2 separate regions of the Sus scrofa genome follow, and region 1 is linked to region 2. The links are chromatin contacts, called in public promoter capture Hi-C maps. All regions are on one chromosome and are shown on one strand. The core of a region is the stretch at or near the end of the contact, and the rest is flanking DNA. Distances in the headings are between cores, read along the strand shown. Region 1 holds the start of SEMA5B (semaphorin-5B). Region 2 holds the start of PDIA5 (protein disulfide-isomerase A5).

Region 1 (4,379 bases), core at 1,471-3,970, 46 kb before region 2:
ATATTAAAAAAAAAATAGTTAATAGGAGTTCCCGTCATGGCTCAGTGGTTAACACACCTGACTAGTATCCATGAGGACTTGGATTCGATCCCTGGCCTCACTCAGTGGGTTCAGGATCCAGTTGTTGTCAGGAGCTGTGGTGTAGGTCATAGATGTAGCTCAGATTCCGAGTGGCTGTGGCTGTGGTGTAGGCCAGCAGCTATAGCCCCGATTAGACCCCTAGCCTGGGAACCTCCATATGCCGTGGGTGAGGCCCTAAAAAGACAAAAAAAAAAATAGTTAATATGCTAAATGTTATGTATACTTTAATTCAACCACTGCCACAAAAGGATCTATTCCAAGACTAATCAGATTTAACATCTTTAGAAATGTTCTGGAGGGGAAAGTCTCTTGACAAACCTCTGTGTTGCTGATGACTTAATGTATCCTGTTATTACAGCTGAAATAAATTGACAGCCTTTGACAGTAGGAGGCACCAGAGCAGTGGTCCTCGGTCCTCCATCTATAGCGTTGCCTGGGGGAAGTTTCAAATGTATCAGTTTCTGGATCCCCAACCAACCCCAGACCATCCCCAGTCAGATTTAGCTGCCCTGGGCTGGGGCCTGGGGAATTGGTGTCTTTTCCAAAGCTTCCAGATGATTCTAATCTACAGCCAGGGTGAAAGGCAGAGAATAGTCAGGCTGAAAATCTCAGCCTCCTGGAGCTTGAGTCCAGGGTCTGCCATCTGCCAGAAGTGTAATGATTAAGTGACTTAATCTCTCTGTTTCTTAAAAATTCTCATCTTCAAAACTGGGTAATAGTAGTCCCAACCTCAGAGGGTTGCAGAGAGGATTAAGAAACATACTGCACACTTAGCACAGTGCCTGGGGCATTTTAAGAGCTCACTAGATGTTAATTATCATTGTTATCGACTGAGTTTGTATAAATTGGCAGAAAAGGAACAGATGGGTTTAACATGGCATGTGCAGATATGTTCAAAAATAAACAAATCCAAACTTTGTGACTCACGTCTCTGTCAAAACCAGAAAAGGGCCTGTGTCTTCGGAGGCATTTTCCCTTCCAGGACCTGACTTTGTACTGATTCACTCCAAAGGCCAAGAAAATACACATCAGGTGGAGGGGGGATGGGGGAGACTGGAAAAAAAACCTGAGCCCACACCATTGCATTTCTCTAAATATCATGTCTCCTCCCTTCACTGATCTGGGGAGAGTTCTGGTCACTGAACCTCTGAAGGGATGTTCTGACCGACACTGAAGGAATAGAGACAGAAAAATCAAGGGCTGCGAGGGGAAGACAGGCCATAAAGGTTAGGATTCTCCAGACTGGAAAAGGATGCGATGGAAAGCAGTACACTCATCAATAACCAGGAGAGGGTGAACCAGGACTCATTCAACCCAGACACTTGCCTGAGGGGGAGATGAACGAGGAACACTTAGAACAAAGAAAAGAAATGGGTAATAAACTCGTGAAACACGTTACTCCCAGATGTAGTACATGAGGGAAATGGAGATGAATCCACCAAGGGTCTGGACAAACTATGTCAGAAATGTAAATGGACATTACATTTACACTGGCTCAGTGGTTAACCAGCCCGACTAGGCTCCATGAGGACGCGGGTTCGATCCCTGGCCTTGCTACGTGGGTTAATGATCTGGTGGTGTCGTGAGCTGGGGTGTAGGTTGCACACGTGGCTTGGATCTGGCGTGGCTGTGGCTATGGTGTAGGCCGGCAGCTGCAGCTCCAATTCGACCCCTAGCCTGGGAACCTCCATATGCTGTGCATATGGCCCTAACAAAAAAAACCAAAAAAACCAGAAATGTACATGGTTGCCCCTGGGGAACTGTCATATGCGCACCTTGAAAGTCAGCCTTGGTGAAGGCGGTGGGCACAGTCTTTCCAACAAGGGACTGGGGAGATGGCGCTTCTGCACATTCCTATTTTCTTAGTGCCCCTAGGGAGGGATTTGGCTAAGGGTCAGGAATGCATGTGAGCGTGCTATGTTCAGGGACAGGGGAAAAAACTGGCTTGGCTGGAGTCAACAGGCCATGCCAGGAAGTGAAGGGGCTTTGTCTGGATATGCATGGCCGGGTTGGATTATCAAGGGTACTCAGAACCATTGCTGAGGGGCTGAAATTCGTCCAAAAATCACAGAATGTTGTAGCTTTTCTAGCTGAAGCCCTTCTTTTTGTCTTTCTTTCTTTCTTTTTTCTTCCTTTTTTTTTTTTTTTTAAGGGCCAAACCAGCAGCGTGTGGAGGTTCCCAGGCTAGGGGTCCAACCGGAGCTGTAGCCACTGGTCTACACCAGAGCCACAGCAACGCGGATCCAAGCTATGTCTGCGACCTACACATAGCTCACAGCAATGCTGGATCCTTAACCCACTGAGTGAGGCCAGGGATCGAACCTACAACCTCATGGTTCCTAGTCGGATTCCACTGCACCACTGCACCACAAAGGGAACTCCAAAGTCCTTCTTTTAAAGGATGAAAAATTCAAGATAAATTAACTCACCCGAGATCCTGTAATGCATTCACAGCAGGGCAGAGGTGGGAATCCTGAGGTTTTGCACTACGCCACGCAGAGGATAGGGTCTGAAAGGACTTTGGAGAAAGACTATTCCTAAATCAACAACCTCGAGCAAGTGTCTTAACTCCTTGGAGCTGCTGTGGAATGACTTGGCATAAGCCTCTCCAGGCCACATTAGCCTGGGGGTAGAAATAGAGACTTGGCAGAAGTCACAAGCTGTATTTCACGTGCTCCGTGTCCATTAGTTCTGTGGGAATTTAGCTTTCCCCAGAGTCCTCCCAGTTGGACCTTGCACCCCAGCACGGATCTCAGCCAAGACCAGGACCCAAGTCCTGCCCTTGTTTATCCCTCCTTCTCGCTTTAGCTCTTTGGGTTAATGTCCTCAGCCTCTCCCAATGTCCCCTTTGAGAGCCCTTCTGGTGTCCAACAATATCTCCAAGGCAAGTGTTCTGAGGTTTGTGTAGAAAACATTGTCTCCCAGGGTGCAGAAACCACGGGCCTCAGTTTTCTTGTTTTTCCTCTCACTGTCTTTTCTTGTTTCTTTTTTTCTTTCCCTCCTTTGGCTGAGGCAGGGGACTTGTGGAAGTTCCCATGCCAGGGAGCGAACCACAGCAGCGACGTGAACCTTTTCTGTGACAATGCCAGATCCTTAACCCGCTGTGCCACAAGAAAACTCCCCTGTTGTTTCTTTCTCTCTCTCTCTTTTTTTTTTTTTTTTTGTCTTTTGTCCTTTCTAGGGCTGCACCCACGACGTATAGAGGTTCCCAGGCTAGGGGCCTAATCAGAGCTGTAGCCACCGGCCTATGCCAGAGCCACAGCAACGCCAGATCTGAGCCACGTCTGAGACCTACACCACAGCTCACGGCAACGGCGGATCCTTAAGCCTCTGAGCGAGGCCAGACATCAAACCCAAACCTCATGGTTCCTGGTCGGATTCGTTTCAGTGGCACTGCCACAGGAACTCCCCTATGGATTCTTGAACAGGGAAGTGAAGTCATTTTTGTGTTTGTTTACTCTATGTCGAAGCTGTCCTGCCTTAGGACTGCAGTCCGGGTCAGAGAACAGGCTGAGTGGTATACTCGCTGCTGCACTCAGAATTGGCCCTCTCCTCTGAAACTGGTTCATTGCCCTCAGATTTCTCCCAGCAGTGTCCCTTGTGCTAACAGTGTTGGATACATTGCAAATAAATATTTGTTGTTGAACAATGGGCAGATTTCTCTCTTCCAGTGGATTCTTTCTTCAAACTCAGAAAACTTATTTTTTTTCCTCCAGAGTTCCTGTTGTGACTCAGTGGTAACACACCCAACTAGTATCCACGAGGACTCAGGTTCGACCCCTGGCCTTGCTCACTGGGTTAAGGATCTGGCACTGCCATGAAGTTATGGTGCAGGTTATAGCTGCTGCTCAGATCCTGCATTGCTGTGGCTGTGGTTTGACCAGCAGCTTCAGCTCCAATTGACCCTTAGTCTGGAAATTTCCACATGCCAAGGGTGCAGTCCTAAAAAAACAAAAGCAAAAAAACAAACCAAAAAAAAAAAAAAAAAAAAAAGGAAGCAAGGAAAGAAAAGAAAATTATTTTTTCCTCAGGAGGCTCAAACCAGTCCTTGCATCCTTGTCCTTATTATTCTCCCTATAGCTTCCAGATGGGCTTGTCTGAACCATAGGGTAAACATGGCTTAGGCTCCAACTAGGATCCTGTAAATCTAGGATGCAGGCAGTGAAATAATGTAAATAAACGGGTCCAGCATGGAGCCTGGGATATCACAGATTACTCAACACCATCATGCCTTTTCTTTCTCTTGCCTAACTAGGATCACTGGCTCAGAAGGGGGGAAACCATCAAAGACTTCACAC
Region 2 (4,354 bases), core at 278-2,777:
GAGCGGCCCAAGAAATGACAAAAAGACAAAAAAAAAAAAAAAAAAAAAAAAAAAAAAAAGGCAATGGGAAACTACTGGAGGGTTTCAGGATGTGGCTAGCAAGATCCAACAGACATTAACAACTGCACTGTAGGGGGTACAAGGAGGAAGGAGCAGGCAAATGCATCAGGAGATTTCTACCCTTGCTGAGACATGTTGGTGACTTAGAGTCAGAAGGTGACAGAGGAGATATACTTTGGAGGTAGGACTGACAGGATGTGGTGATGTGTTGGATGGGCTTGTTAGAAGTGAGAGTGAATCAAGGATGATTGCTAGGTTTTGAGCTTTGAACCTCCCGACAGTGAGCAAAGATCTTTCAGTTACGACCTATCAACCCCATACTGTACTTCCTTGTCCATCTCACTACTCTACGTCTTGAGCCTCAGGTTGTAATAGGTATTTAATAAACTTTTTTTTTTTTTTTTTTTTGCTTTTTAGGGCTGCACCTGTGGCATGTGGATGTTCCCAGGCTAGGAGTCAAATTGGAGTTGTAGCTGCCAGCCTACACCACAGCCACAGCAACGGGATCCAAGCGTCGTCTGTGACCTACACCACAGCTCACGGCAACGCTGGATCTGTGACCCACTGAGCGTGGAGGCCAGGGTTAGAAACTGCCTCCTCATGGATAATAGCTGGATTCGTTTCTGCTGTGCCACAATGGGAATTCCCTTAATAAACATTCTTGAATAACTAACTGATTGCACGTGTGAATATTTTAGCACATGGAATGGGTTCAATAAAGGTTTTCTTTTTAATTTTTTTATTGAGATAAAATTCACATAAGAGTAAACATTTTTGGAGTTCCCATCATGGCTCAGTGGAAGTGAATCTGACTAGTATCCATGAGGATGCGGGTTTGATCCCTGGCTTTGCTCAGTAGGTTGGAGATCTGGTGTTACGGTGAGCTGTGGTGTAGGTTGTAGATACTGCTCGTATGTGGGGTTGCTGTGGCTCTGGCATAGGCCAGCGGTTACAGCTCTACCCCTAGCGTGGGAAGCTCCATATGCTGCAGGCTCAGCCCTAAAAAGACAAAAAGAAAAAGTTATCATTTTTAAAGTGTACAATTCAATGGCATTTAGTACATTCACAATTTGTGCGACCATCACTTCTGTCTCGTTCCAACTTATCTTCATCACCCTCAAAGGAGATTCTGTACCCATTATCAGTCACTCCCCATTCCTTTCTCCCCCAGCCCCAGGCAACCACTAATCTGCTTTCTGACCTTTGCAGGCTGTGTGATCTGGGTCAAATTACTTAAATTCTCTGGGTAGCCTCCTCATCCTCAGAGTGGGAAAAATAAAACTAACCTTTCTAGGCTGAAGGAGAACTATTTTCTAAAGTTCCAGGTACACAGTAAGTCCCCCAAATTAATCGCCTTTCCTTACTCGCTGACCTTGACCACATCGCACTTCACTCTGGCTTCTAGGTGGCCTGGGGGCGAAGTCCACGCCCCTGCTCCGCTAGCTACAAACTACAACTCCCAGCACGCACTTCTCCCCGCCGCCTCTCCCAGCGTGGTGCGCATGCTTTGGCAGACGTGGCACCGGGAACTCGGAGGCGGGGAGCGGCTGGGAAGTGGTGGTGGCTGCTGCACCCGGCGGTGCTGTGGTCGCGGGAGCCCGAGAGGGGACCGGAGCCGACCGTGGGCAGCGGCGGCGGGGATGGCGCGGGTCGGGCCGGCGTGGTTGCTGCTGCTGGCGGTCTGGGTGAGCTGTGGCGCTGGGGTCCGGGCCGGGACTGCACGTGCGCCCGGAGTGCGGGTCCGCGCTCCCTGCTCCCGGCCCTCCCGGGATGTGCGGGGAGATAGGTGCTTTGGGGCGCTTGGGCGGGGGTGTGCGCGCCAGGCAGGCGGGGACCCGGTGGCTGTGGGGGAGGCAGGGAGGCGGCCCCGGTGCCCTCCCAGCAGAGTGCTCTGGGGCGCGAAGGTCGGAGGGAGCCGCGGAGGGAAGCCGGGGTGTGTGTGGGGGGAGCTCGGGAGGTGCTGGTGCTGCACGTACAACTTTGAGGGGGCGCAGGTCAGAGGTTGACAGCTGGTTAGGGCCGGACGCCGGCGGCTTGCGGAGGCGCCGCGCCCCACACTCCGGGCCCTGCACCTGTGTGAGTACGGGATGGGAAGGGGTGCTTGCCACCTGCACCGCCTTAAACCTTCTTTTAAGGCCACCTAGTTCTTGGTTTAGGCCCTGGGCAGCCGGTAAACTGCCAGTCACCACTTGGGCCCCCGCAGGCCAGGCTGGGTGGGGTCTGGGTGGGGTCGCCGGGAGTTCTGCTCCTTCACCCAGCTGAGGCTAGCGCGAAGGTCTGGGGGAGCCACTTTCTGTATTGTGATTTGGCATATCGTCTAATGCACTTGACTTAGTTTTCTCATCCATGAAATGGGGACGCTTTAGATACTCCCCACCACTACCCCAGAGGTTGTCAGGAGGGTCAAATGAGCAATCAGAGGAGGAAGCTCTGTAAACTGCAAATCCATGTTAGAGTAGAGACTGGGTGGGGCCGGGGTGATGGGAGCGTGGGCTCTCCCGAGGAGTTCCCTGCACTGCTGCCGCCAGAGCATCCTTGAGAGAGGTCGGAATGTGTGTGTCTACAACACCCAGGTCCCCAGGTTTGGTCTTGGTGTTGCTGTGGGTGTTGATGGAATGATATGGCCTCCTTCCTCACCTCTCCTGTAACTTCTGGTCTCCCTTATTATAGGACAATCTTGGTTCCTTTTCCCCTGAAGTTTCAGGGAACTTCCTGCTGCTGGCACTCTCTCCAATGTAGATGTTCCAGTTTTTTAGCTTATTTTAATTTTGGGGGTGTAGCAAGATGCTGGACAAAACGTGAAGAGAAAAACTGGAGTGTAGATTGAGTTGCCTTAAACGCTTCAGTCTCTCAATACCCTGCCCCTTTGGGATCACCAGTGAGGAGAGGCCCTGTATTTTCTGGTTGTCAGGAAGTGGATAGGAAAGGAAGCTCCCTGCCCCCCCTAGATCTGGCCATTCTCCCTCCTGGAGACAAGTAGGGTGGAATAGAGTGGTATCACTCCCCCGAATCTAGGTGTCTTTGATGGTCTGTTTGCATTCTCTTCCCTGGAGCCATTTGGCCAGGCAGGACTGCAGGACTGTGCAGAAGGGCCATGGCCAGGACTGTCCCTATCAGGTCTTTGCTCTTGGGCTGTTCCTACTTTCCTCTCTTGTTCTCCTCCCTTTCCCTGCTGTGGAAATAAAAGGCGTGGGAATCTGAGCTGAAAGAAGTTTCATTCAGCAAACATTTATTTATCAACTGCATTGTTTGGCTGGCACCGGGTTGGATTTTTGGGTGGAGAGCAAAACACACATTGTTCCTGCCCGCTGGTGTTGCCTTGTATTGGGCGTGGGAGTCAGTCTTGTGAGTAAATAAAGACAGAACAGCCAGTGCTGAAGCGCTGGGAGCTCCAGTGAAGGGGAGCTGTCTTTAACTTAGAGGGAGGTCCAGCCATGACTTTCCTGAGGGGTGGGTTGAGCAGTTGAGCAGGGTGAGTGTGAGTCCGATAGGCAGTTGAGGTCGCTGGTGCCCTCCACCGTGCAGTGTGGAGAGCAGGTCCGCTTGCTTAGGGCACTGGAACCTGGGAGTCCTCAGCAAGGGCTTGGTATTTTCTCCTTTCCCCAGGCCCAAGGTTGGCTTAGCAGGTATGAGCCTGAGGTGTAGGGGCAGTGGTGAGTGGCAGGTGGACACCAGGCTGGGCTTCTGTAAACTTAAACTCAATGTCTATCTGATAAAGGCTTCCCAGGTCCTGGGAGTGAATGGGGTTTCTTGGTTCACTCAGTATTTACTGAGGGCTGCTATGTGCAGAGTGCGGGGCTGTGACCCAAGGGATAGAAAGAAGCATAAAGGGGTCTACAGAGATTCATCGACAGGCGGGTGTACCCTTCGCATTTTTTGCAATAGCAAAAATATGGGATGGCTTAAATGCTTAGCAGTAGCAGCATGTTTGAATGACTTTTGTCTATACCATGGAAAGTGATGTTTATAAGGAATAGTTGAATTTACTAGAATGCTGGGTTTATTATGAAAATATTTTATGATGGCTTGTGAAGAATATCTAAAGACATGGGAAAGTACTTGAGTGGGATAATTAAGGAGAAAAGCAGAATACAAAAGGGAATCCCAGGGTGGCTGAAGATGGCCATATACATGTTTGAGGGATTAGCAATGGATCAAAAAATGTTAACAGTGATTGTTTTGGAAGGTGGAGTTAGGGGTGACTTTTGCTTACTTTTTGCTTTTTTTTTTTTATTTTTTATTTCCCAAGTTTTCTATATGAATGCACATTCATTTCTGATTAGAAAAGTTAGGA

The links. Promoter capture Hi-C pulls out the DNA fragments that hold promoters and counts their contacts.
Region 1: a contact with region 2 is called in a promoter capture Hi-C map of liver, with 4 times the contacts expected there. The contact joins the promoter of SEMA5B here to the promoter of PDIA5 in region 2. A contact is called at or near these places in 1 of 5 promoter capture datasets (liver) and 4 of 47 Hi-C or Micro-C datasets (liver and skeletal muscle).

What each region holds. Positions count from the first base shown.
Region 1 is chr13:137,442,323-137,446,701 of Sscrofa11.1, reverse strand. It overlaps SEMA5B (semaphorin-5B), which reads right to left and starts at 2,720. Exons shown (of 22, transcript XM_021070255.1): 1 at 2,511-2,720.
Region 2 is chr13:137,395,638-137,399,991 of Sscrofa11.1, reverse strand. PDIA5 (protein disulfide-isomerase A5) reads left to right here and starts at 1,527. Exons shown (of 17, transcript XM_003132633.5): 1 at 1,527-1,745. The coding sequence starts at 1,563.